Linked DNA regions of Mus musculus: region 1 is linked to region 2. A link is a contact called in public Micro-C data. All regions are on one chromosome and are shown on one strand. The core of a region is the stretch at or near the end of the contact, and the rest is flanking DNA. Distances in the headings are between cores, read along the strand shown.

The links. A called contact is a pair of places that touch in the nucleus more often than the background predicts.
Region 1: a Micro-C map of embryonic stem cells shows a contact between it and region 2, with 11 times the contacts expected there. The contact joins the promoter of Sv2c here to the promoter of Otp in region 2. A contact is called at or near these places in 2 of 39 promoter capture datasets (embryonic stem cells and maxillary cranial neural crest) and 3 of 484 Hi-C or Micro-C datasets (all in embryonic stem cells).

The regions. Positions count from the first base shown.
Region 1 is chr13:96,131,103-96,136,263 of GRCm38.p6, reverse strand. Sv2c (synaptic vesicle glycoprotein 2c) reads left to right here and starts at 3,687. Exons shown (of 13, transcript NM_029210.1): 1 at 3,687-3,816. It overlaps Gm29543 (predicted gene 29543), which reads right to left and starts at 3,539. Exons shown (of 2, transcript NR_167969.1): 1 at 3,485-3,539; 2 at 2,014-2,904.
Region 2 is chr13:94,873,562-94,879,223 of GRCm38.p6, reverse strand. Otp (orthopedia homeobox) reads right to left here and starts at 3,588. Exons shown (of 3, transcript NM_011021.4): 1 at 3,418-3,588; 2 at 1,702-2,111. The coding sequence starts at 3,454.

The sequences.
Region 1 (5,161 bases), core at 2,438-4,937, 1.3 Mb before region 2:
AAGGTTGCTCATAGTGAGTGGTGGCCAGCGCTTCCTCTATTAGGTTTGGTTGTTCAAGTCCTGGATTTTGTATTTTCTTCTTCCAACTCTTGGAGATATTGTTTACCATATTGGTCATATTGGTCATTTTATTTTATTTTAATTGAGGCAGGGTCTCACAATGTTGCCCTAGTTGGCCTTGAACGTGCCATGTAGGCCAGGCTGACATCTAACTCCCAGAGGATCTGACTGACTCTACCTCCCAAGCTGAGATCAACAGTGTAAGCCACTACACCCAGTACTCAAGCATCTCTCAAGAGGTTAGGAGAATAGGTATCTGAGAAATGGTCAATGGAATAGCATCATTTATCAAAACCTGAAGAAATAGTGGGGCAAAAGCAATACTTACCAATAATTGTTTTTATAAGCCTGCACTTAGATACATATAAATGGCACATGCTATTTATATGTACTGGTTTTGTCAAAAAAATATAATAAACCTTTAGATGTCTGTTGTGGGTTGTAGGAAGTCCTGAGCAGGACACTTAAGTGATGCAAAGAGCATACAACCAGGCTGCAGAAAACTACAGAACAGATCTCTCTCCAGCCAAGCAAATTGCAAGGGAGGAGAGAGAGACAGACAGACAGACACACAGAGAGAGCAGAGAGAGAGAGAGACAGAGACAGAACCAAGATCTGGAGACACATCAGTCATTTGCAATATATGGTCTTGGTTCTAACAAACTGAGTTTCTGAAACAGTATAATTCAATAAGAGGAGAGTGGAAGATTCCATTAGAACGAGAATGGAAGGAAGGATTGTGCTAGCCATTTATGCGTTAGAAGGGAGAGCTAGAGAGCTGGATGGGGGAAGGGACAGAGTATGGGGGTCAGGATGTAAATGTAAATCACAGTTGAGATTCTGGGCTGTTTGTGGTCATGGAAACGAACCCCCATTACAGTTTTGATGAGAGGCATGGTGGTAGGGCATCTTTGGGAAGAGTGTTGAGAGCAGGACGAGTATGTGTCTGTAGCTAGATATCGACTCCCAGTGACAGAGAAAAGAGCTGGATACGTAGGGGCTTGTGATACAAAGGTATGGGGCTCTCTCTAGACCCCTGCCATGGAAGCCAGATGCTATTCTGAGCTTGCAGGAAGCAGCATACAGAAGCTTTGGGAAACTTTCCTCTATTTATGGGGGAAGTAGGAATAATTCTTATTCTGTGGCCACTCTGTGTTAGGCACTATGGTTCTTGTGTAACCATAGCACCTGTATGTCTTCTCTAAAAAGTGAAACCAGTTTGCGGATGCAAAGACAGATCCTATTGGCTGCTCAGGAAGACTTGGTTTTTGAGGTGAATTTTGAATGAAATTCTTTTTTGGTAGAAAGGTAGTGACTTCAAGAGCCCTGAGGTGTGGTGACTACAGGGCAGTTATGCATCTTTACCTACATAGGCTCCTATGAGACCAATGTTTTTAGAAGAGAAAAAATGGCTGACACTTGCTAGTAAGTGTGCTCAGCGGGACCAATGAAAGCTATCTCCCTCCCTCATCATCACCAAAGGAAACCCCTGTACTTCAAAGACACAATGTTTAAATGCCATATATAGCTCAGCTCTGTCTAGGGGAACTACAGGAGCTGTTATCTTCAAATGTAGCAAGAAGGGAAAATCCAGAGCTAGAAAGTCCACTCACCCTGTGAGAGTCCATGGACCCCACAAGAACTGGTTGAAGGAAGAGTCCCATACCAGGAAGTGTGTTAACTGTTTTTTGTTTGTTTGTTTTGTTTTGTTTTGTTTTTTAAGGTTCATCTCATTGTTCTCTATACATCCATCATTTGGAGAAATAATAAATTACTATGCAACTATTACTGGCACGCCCTCAAAGAGGTATCCATCAGGGCAGTAAATGAATTACCAGCACCTTTTGCAACGCCACATAGATCCAGATACGATTTACGTTTTTAAAAATTTCACACCGATGCTGGAGCACACCTGTGCCTACATGGTATCTTACATTGGTAGCAACACAGATGTTTTACCCCAAATAATTGTTTATTAAGTAAGAATGCACAGGAAGGATGTCTAAATGAGTGGGTTAATTTTTAACCATTCCAATCATTCATCTCACAGCACCACAGTAAGTGGTACAAACCGCAAAGCATTTAAGCAAAACACACAATCCAGATGGATTTTTCAAAGATCGGTCCAGAAACTGTAGGCTCAACAGGGCCTGGGAATCCTGAGTCTCGGAATGCCAGAGCAGCAAGGAGGGGCAGCCAGAGGTTGGAGGCTGGTTCCATTTTCCTCTCTTCATCTCATCTTGAATTGTGGCACACACGGATTATAGCAAGCTGGAGTTATCTGTCCCAGGCGGTCCACGTGGTCCCCACCAGCTTCTTTAGCGAGAGCCTCCAGACCGCCTGGATCTCTGAAGAGCCCGGCTGCTCTTCTCCAGCAACACAAACATTTACATGCATTGTTTACTTATGTATCGGCACAGCCAAGCATTTAGCCACCTATTCAATCTTTCAGGCTATTTACTCTCGCATGAACTCATCCAGGGAGAGATTGTGTGAGAGATCTACCCACTGCAGCTCCCACCAGCGCCTCGCTTTGTCTCGCTCCTCGGGGTTACCATTACAAGGGTAATGATTGCGCGGCGGGCACCTGCCGGGGGTCGGGGAGCTTCCAAAGTACACGAGTTTCACGAGAGCTCGGAGCTGGTAGGGTCTACTTTATGAGGATGTCTGGCTTCCCACTTTGTCCCTTCCGATGAGCGGATGGGTAACAGGATGACGCTCTGCCCTGCCAAGACGGAGTAGATACTTGGGTGTGGTCTCTCCAGGATGAGTTCCAGTTGGTATAGTCCAGCCCCAGCGCTAAGGTGAGGCTAAGGTTGCCGTTTCTCACCCTCTAAGGCATTCCTGAGAACAAGAGCAATATTCTCACCTCTCTCTCTCTCTCTCTCTCTCTCTCTCTCTCTCTCTCTCTCTCTCTCTCTCCTATTAAAAATGCTAGAAATCCCCCCACCCGGAGTTCCGGCTGCTCCCTGGCCCTCCCTGGTTTAGGGACACATACACACATCCCGCACGTGGAGTTCCTTCCGCTACACCCCAAGTTTTGTCTCGTGTGCTAGCATGGAGATTGGGGGGTAGGCGGGGGTGATCAGCTACTCCTGACTTACGGAAAGCCTAGTCAAAATTAACCAGTTCCAGGCTCAGAAACAGAACAAAAGCCCTCCTTCCCGAGGCACTGGCCTCCAGCAATCAACAATTTCCTTGTGCTTTGATGGACCCGACCCAAGGGGCTGCCAAACGAGCAGCGCACAGTCACACTCGGTGACTAATTCAGCACGGGTGCCTTATCGACGCCCCCCACCCCGCCTCCTCCTCCTGCTACAAACTGAGCTCTGACTTCTCCAAAAGTACCTGCCACTTGGAGCCAACCCCCACCGCACCCCTCCCCACCCCCGACCCGAACCGCAGCAACACCTCCGCATCATACCGGGAGCTCGCCCAGCCTTGCACAGCGCCCTCCTCCCCCGCGCGCCGTAACCCCCTCCCTGCGCATCGCTTGTACTCTAGCCACGCCGCCGCCCGCCACTGCAGCACCGAAGGGAGGAGGCGAAGGAGGAGGACCGCAGCGTGGCCGCCGGGAGCCACTTTCCCGCCCCTCCTCTCGCTGCCGACTAGCTCAAAGGAGTCACCACTGCGCGCGCTGCAGGAGAGAGTGGCAGACCGAGGCGGCCCCGGGCTGCAAGCGGAGGGGTGCTCGCAAGGCGACGGCTGCAGTGCAGAGCGGTGGCTCAGGGCAGGGGGTCCCCGGCGCCTGAAACGGTGAGTAAGGAGTCCCCCGCAACCGTGGCAAGGGCTCGTTCCGTGCTAGGTTTTTCTTCTGTGCCGGGAGACCCAGCGTTGTAACCAGAGAACTTTTTGCAGCCTTCCAGAAGCGCAACTAGCGCAACTTTGCCAGCTCTGGCCCGGGAAAAGCGGCTGCAGGTGAGGCAGGCTGCCCGCTGGGTACCTGTGTTGGGATGGCAAGCAGGAAATCTCACTGAGGCAGTCGAGTGGCCCCGGGTTTACTAGGCAGAGGCAGGTTAAAGGTGCGCTATGTTCGGGATTCAAGGGCAGGTGGGTGGGCAGCTGCAGGCATCTCCCGACTTCTTTGGGGGCGCAGGGGTGGGGGAGTTTCAGGGAGGGCTGGAGAGACTATTCAAAACAGGCAGCCGGGAGCGCCCACTATCAGCGAGCCATCCCCGCAGCCTCTGGCTCAACTTTTTCTGCGGGGAACCCTCTGCAGATGTGCAGAAGTGGTTGGAAAGCACGGGGAGCCGCAGTCGGCTCTGCGGGAGGCTAGCAGAAAACCCGTCAATTTTCAAACTCTTACACACACACACACACACACACACACACACACACACACACACACACACAAGCTGAAAGCAGGAAAGCCTGCTGTGGCCCTTTGTAAGAATCAACACTTCTCCAACACTGCACCTCTATTGAGCAAAACCCTATCGAGCGTCCACTATGCGCCTAGGGGCGCAGCGAAGCGCATCTAAGAGTGAGGATTTCTTAGGAGAGGGACTGTCCCCAATGATGATGATGATGATGATGATGATGATGATGATGATGATGATGATGATGGCAGCAACAATTACTACCGAGGTATCTAATTTAAGGACAAGAGGAAATGGGCGACAGGTCACCATCTTCTCTTGGTGGACTTTTCCTCTCCAACTGGGCTCTAGAATCGAGAATACTTTCTCCCGCGAACTGGAACGCCTCTGGCCAGGAAGGAAAGAAAGATTTTAGAATGCCGGGATGAACTTGGCTGGGGAAGCCAGCACCCCACCTCAGATACAAGGAGCATCTCTGTGGGCGTGCGGGAACCTCAGTCCGCCACGCGCGGGGGCGGAGAGGGAGGAGCTGAGTCACCAGCTCTGGAAGTACCGCCTGGACCATGGGAGCGGGGGGGGGGGGGCGCTCGCGTCACCCTCTACGTGTGGGCGTGATGCAAATACAGCCCCGCAAGGGGAGGGCGCGGTGGAGGGAGGGCTAGGAGACCCAGCCTGTCTGGGAGCGCGCGCGTGTGTGCGTCAAAGGCTCCGGAGTGATGGATGCCCTGTGGCGCGCCCTGTGCAGACGGCAGCGACTGGAGGGACTCGGGTGGGAGGATAGA
Region 2 (5,662 bases), core at 2,339-4,838:
TAACCTTTGGAAGACCTAATAAAGTTTAATAGACCTCATTTTCTTTTTTAATAAAATCAGCCATCCAATTATATTTTATTTGTGATTCTAAGTTCTATTTTAATTTGAACTAATTACCAATATGTCTAGGTTAAGATACAGCACTGCACTCTTTTATACAAAAATTAATAGCAAAGATTTCTCTTGAGAGCAAAAAGTAAATTTGTGAACTTTGATTCTTCGATATTGAGCTTACAATCAAGTATTATTGTTGGATTGTATATTTCCATGACAGTTTGAACCCACACTTAAAAAGTGTAAGGTGAAGATTTAAAGAACATTTAATATGCCCGAACAATGTAATTAGTACTCTTCATATGTGTAATGTCTTTGCCCCATTGTTTAAGCTTTTCAGAGTTCACTAACAAATACCCAGATTTATATTTAATAAAAATATTAATCGTTGTGAATATTTATCTATTAATTTGACCATTTTAAGTCTCTGGGATATTCATTTCTTATTAGAACAAAGGTATGTATTCCCGTTTAGATGAACTACAAAATGCCGAATGGAAATAAATCCTGATTTCCTGACCAATCAAATGTAAAAGAACTGTAGTTCTTAAAGTTAATTTCCAAAATCAGGTAGCACTGGCTTAACAAATTATTTAACTTAGCACCCAGGATTCTAGAAGGAAAGGGAAAAAAGGTCCAAAGTAGAGAGAAAAATATTTTCAGCACCGTGGATAGCTCTCGGCAAGCGCAAAGCTTCTTCAAGGCGCCTGTCAATGAAATAGTACATATTGCCAGTCTTTGTAAAAGAAACAAGAAAGAAAATTGGGGTTTATTAATCTTATATTTTCTCTCCCAATTTTCAAAAGAGATACAGGTGAAATTTTCTAGATTTCATATAATTACAATTTAGAAAGTGGTTGGATAAAATATGGGCACAATAACAAATTCCTCCATTACAATTTAAGCTTTCTGGCCTGAAAAGTTCCTTCTTTGGGTCAAATATCCACAACAGACAGTGCTCATTTCCTGCTTTCCTCCTTAAGGGAAATCTTAATTATTTTATTAAAATTCAAGACCCAAATTTCATAGGTGGTGTAGTATTTTCGGCCAGTCCCTGCGCGTAAATCACCCAAGGCAAAAAAAGCCTTTGAAAACAACAAAGCTGAGGGTGTTTTGCCTGTAAGACGAAAGAAGGTGATATTTTAAGAGAATAAAACCACACCTGGAAGTTTGAGTACTCCACCCCGCTTTTTAAAGACACCAACTGCACTGTGGTTCCTCTTCCTTGTTTCCTGTATTATTATGAAATGCCCCCCATTTATCCAAATGCATAATAGAAACTCATTACGGGGTAATGAAACACTTGTCAATAGAGCTGGAGCAAGGTGCGCGCTGGGCTTAGCTTCTGGGGAGACGAGAAGGTTCCCATCTTTGTTGGAAGAAGTTGGACTTGGGCCCCGCAGCCCCATAACACCGGGCTGCTTTTGAGGAGTTTTGAGATGAGGGATGGGGCTACAATGGAGGAAGTCCATGGGGGCCTGTGATCATCCTAGCCAATATTTGGACAGAGTATGGTATCCTCCGACCCAGGAACGTAGAAACAACAAGCGCGCAGCTCGGGATCCCAGCAGAGCACAATACCTACTCCGTGCTCTAATCCTCCCCTTCCCTCCTTGCCTTCCTCCCCTGAGCCCAAGCCCGCCTTACCTGCACCCGCGACTCGGTCAGCCCGATACGCAGCGCTAGCTCCTCACGCATGAAGATGTCGGGGTAGTGAGTCTTGGCGAAGCTCCTCTCCAATTCGTTGAGCTGTGCTGGGGTGAAGCGTGTCCGGTGGCGCTTCTGTTTCTGTTGGCCCTGCTGTTGGCCGGCTTGGCTGGGGTTGGGGCCGCCCTGGGGCCCCGGCTGCTTGTCTGGGTCTTTGGCGCTCACCGCCAGCGAAGCAGGGGTAGAGCCCACGGTGGTGATGTCCTCGCCCGGCAGCAGAGTGGCTCCTTCGACCGGGTCCGAGTTGGGTGCCAGGTCCCCTGGATGACCCCCAGGGTCAGAGCCCCCCACACCCAGCCTACACTTCACCGCCTCCCGGTGGCCCAGAAGCTCGGCGGCATCTTTCATACCTGAGGAGGGAAAGGGATCTCGATCAGTACTGTCCTGGCGACGTGAGGAGCCGGTGACTTCCCTGAGAGGTTCTGCTTCAGCCCCATCCACCGCTCCCTCTGCGCCCACGCTTGCCCCGAGGCGGAAACTGCCTGGTCCTCAGCCCGGTTTCCCAGGAATTGGACAGCTAGGTTGAAATAGCATCTCCTGGCCTCCTTCTCTCCACAGCCCGCTCTGGTGCTTCACAGCTCCGGCCTTCGTGTCTCCCACAAAACAAAACAAAAAACAAAACAAAAACAAAAACAAAAAAACCACTCCCAGGCCTGACAATGAAACACACCCGAGTCCTTTCACTAACTGTAACCCTGGTGTCCCAGGAAACCTTGAGAAAATTCTTAGTCGGGTGGTGCGGGAGAAAAAGAAATCAAGAGAGAGCCTTTGGAGGCTGCTCCTCCTGAGCAAAGGCGCTAAATGAACTCTGGCCAATTCCCTCTGACTTTCGGAAGATGAATATGTCTCCAAGCCTTCCACCTCTCAAAATAAGCCCAAATCAGCTCCGCCTCCCCCTCAAATCAGAGAAAGTGTTTGGGAAACGGAGTCACATCCATCACTAAAGCTCCCCAAGCCTGAAGCCCAGAACTTGGTAACCCAGATAGCTTCAAAGAAATTTAAGTAAACTCTATAGCCATAACAGTGAATCAAACTTTAGAGAATTCAACTTTTCTCTCCCGAGAAATAAACGGCTCGTCCCTCCCCGTCACTGGTAACACCGAGTCCCTTGTAGAAGGCAGGGATGCCCGAGAGGATGAGTTGGGCTTTTCTTCTCAACCAGCACACTTAGCAAATCCACCTTCATACAGCGGCTTCTCCTTCACAAAGGAGAAGATTTTTTTTTAAAAAAAGAAAACAAATTTAAGCACACTTAGAGGAGAAGGTGATGATAGAAAGGAAGAAGGGGAAAAAGGGATGAAAGAAATTCCAAATCAAAGCAAACAAGAGTGGAAAAAGAGAGAAACACCTCCAAACAAATTATCGCGGGCTAGAACTCCTTCCAAAAATAATAATATTAATAATGAAGGGGAGAGAGAAAGAAAAAAATAAGAAAAACAAAAAGGTGTCAGCATCCCCAACTCCGTTTTGTTTTGGAATCTACATATTCCATAGATTTTTTTTAAGACGATGTTAAATCAAATTAAACTTTAATACAGCACAATTACTTTTAAAGAAATTAGTCCATTTAGGGCGCATTAAGGTAAAATAAGGAACAAATTGACAATTTCCTGCCCCGGCTTCTCCTGGCTGCCCGGGTGAGAGGCGCTCACTCACCTAGCCTGGCGTCCAGGAGGTCGGCGTGAGACAGCATCGCGCACCGCTCCAGGGCGAAAGCTGTTCCCCCCCAAATTTTAGCGGCTTTAAGTTATTTAAAATAGATATAAGCTATAAGCTATACGATATAGATATATATAGATCACCTAAATGAAAGAAAATTCGGTTTGTGGTTAAAAAGGGGGCTTCTTGCATTATAATGTCCTTTAGAGAGACGGGGAGGTGCTTAACAGATGAATGAACCCGTGAGCAGCTCGGCGAGGGGACCAATCAGGAGGGCAGCCTGCAAATGTCAGCGCCCGGAGAGTCCCCCACTCCGCCCGCCCGCCCGCCTGCGCCTGCCGGGAGGAGGCGGCGGCCGCAGCCCAGGCAGCTCCAGCCTCCAGCAGCCGCTAAAGCAGCAGCGGCCACCTTGGCCTCGCCCTGGGCCTCTGGGCCGAGCCTCGGTCAGTTCTTCCCAGAGATTTTCTCCGGGCACATCTCCCCTTTCCTTGTCCTGCCTTGCTCGCTTCACAGGCTCTGTGTATCAGAGCTAGGGTGTCCCTGGAACGGGGGCAGTTCAGACACCAAAGCAGGACATGACCTCTGCATGACCTGAGAGTCGCCACCCCCAGCCCACACACATCCCACCGCACCCGCGCCCCCGCTGCCCCTGCTCGTGCCAGCTAGGGGACACTGGACCGCGGTAGTCAAAGCCCTAGCTCACCAGGCAGCCAAGCTACCATCTCTAGAACGACCCTAAATTTCTGCCACTGTTCTGCAGGCCTTCTCTAGAGACCCAGACTCTGGCCTACTGAGCCCCAATCCCATTGCAAGCCTAGAAAATAAAGAGGAAGTTGCCCCCCCACCACCACCCCGCCAAGGTCCCCTGTCCGCTTTGGGGGAGGGGGAGACTTCATGAAGTGAGCCTTCCTCCAGAACTCCAGAAGCTGCGTTCCAGGGCCACCTGCCCGATAGGCCTACACTCTCACCCAGGTCCCAACCTGCTCTTTCGGTCAAAGTTTCTAAGTTCAGCTAGACGACCAAAGCCACTTAAGGCAGTAAATAAAGTTAACCGCTCTTTATTTTCCTCTTGGATGTGTTAAACTACTTGAACAATTTAAAGTGCTTTTGCACAAGTGAAGCGAACCATTTCTAATGTTCTGATTTTTCAGAGCCAGCCAACAACAAAGTTTAGATTAGTAATATATTTCTAACCAGAGTAATTTTCAAGATCATTAGGCATTTATGTAATTAGTGCCAAATCTATAAGCTTTTATTACGATTATTAGAGTAAAATCAGTATAAATTTGTACTAATTTACTACTGTTTAGACTTGGCTGCCAAGCCCAGAGGTTCTTATTGTAAATGATAACTGAGGAAATTAAGTGCAAAATTCTGTACCGTTTCTGATCTGCTCCCAAACAATCCGTTTCAATTGTATTTGCAGCAGAACATGATGCCCCTTTAAAGTTATTTGACTTGTATTTTTATTTGCAACACAAGAAAAATGCCCTCTACCCAAGGCAAAATGAAAACTGATATTTACTGCTCCCAACTTGATTAACATTGATTTTTAATTCGAGGGTGATGCAATTAAGATTATTCATTTAGTGCAAATAAAGCTTCCACAAAGGGTGGCCCTCTGAAGTCTGTTTTAAATAATACCGAACAAATGGCTTTTTTTGTTCGTCGCCCAATTGACTTACACAAAACATTGAAAATGCTGCCCGAGAGCAGATGCGAGGGTGTGTGTGTGTGTGTGTGTGTGTGTGTGTGTGTGTGTGTGTCTGTGTCCTTTACTCTGTGTGTGACAGGGAAGAGCAAGGAGACAAAGGAGGCGGCGAAGCAACTCTGGGGCAGTTTTGTTTCCTCCTCGTCCTCAGCCCTTTTCAAAGTCCTGCGGTGCCCAACCCGGGTGCGCGCGTCTGCACCGGGGCACACTCGCTTGTGAGTGCAGGGTCTGGGCTACGTGGGTGTCGCAGAGCGCCGGAGAACGCTCACTCCGCAGCTCGGGACCTGGCGGGGCTGCAGTGGCCGCCGGGCAGCGGGTACCAACCGGGCCTAGCAGGAGCTGGGCGCCGCGAAGCCGGGGGTGCGCTCTAGGAGGAGCCTAGGCGACTCTAGCACGCCTGGGAGCCTCGGGGGCTTTCGGCCAGCGCCTGGTGTGCTATCCAGAACGGTTTTTCCTGAAAGGGAAATCCCAAGCCCTAAAGCAAACCGAGCCCCTCTGGTAGCAGCTTGATTTTCTCTATACACCTCCCAC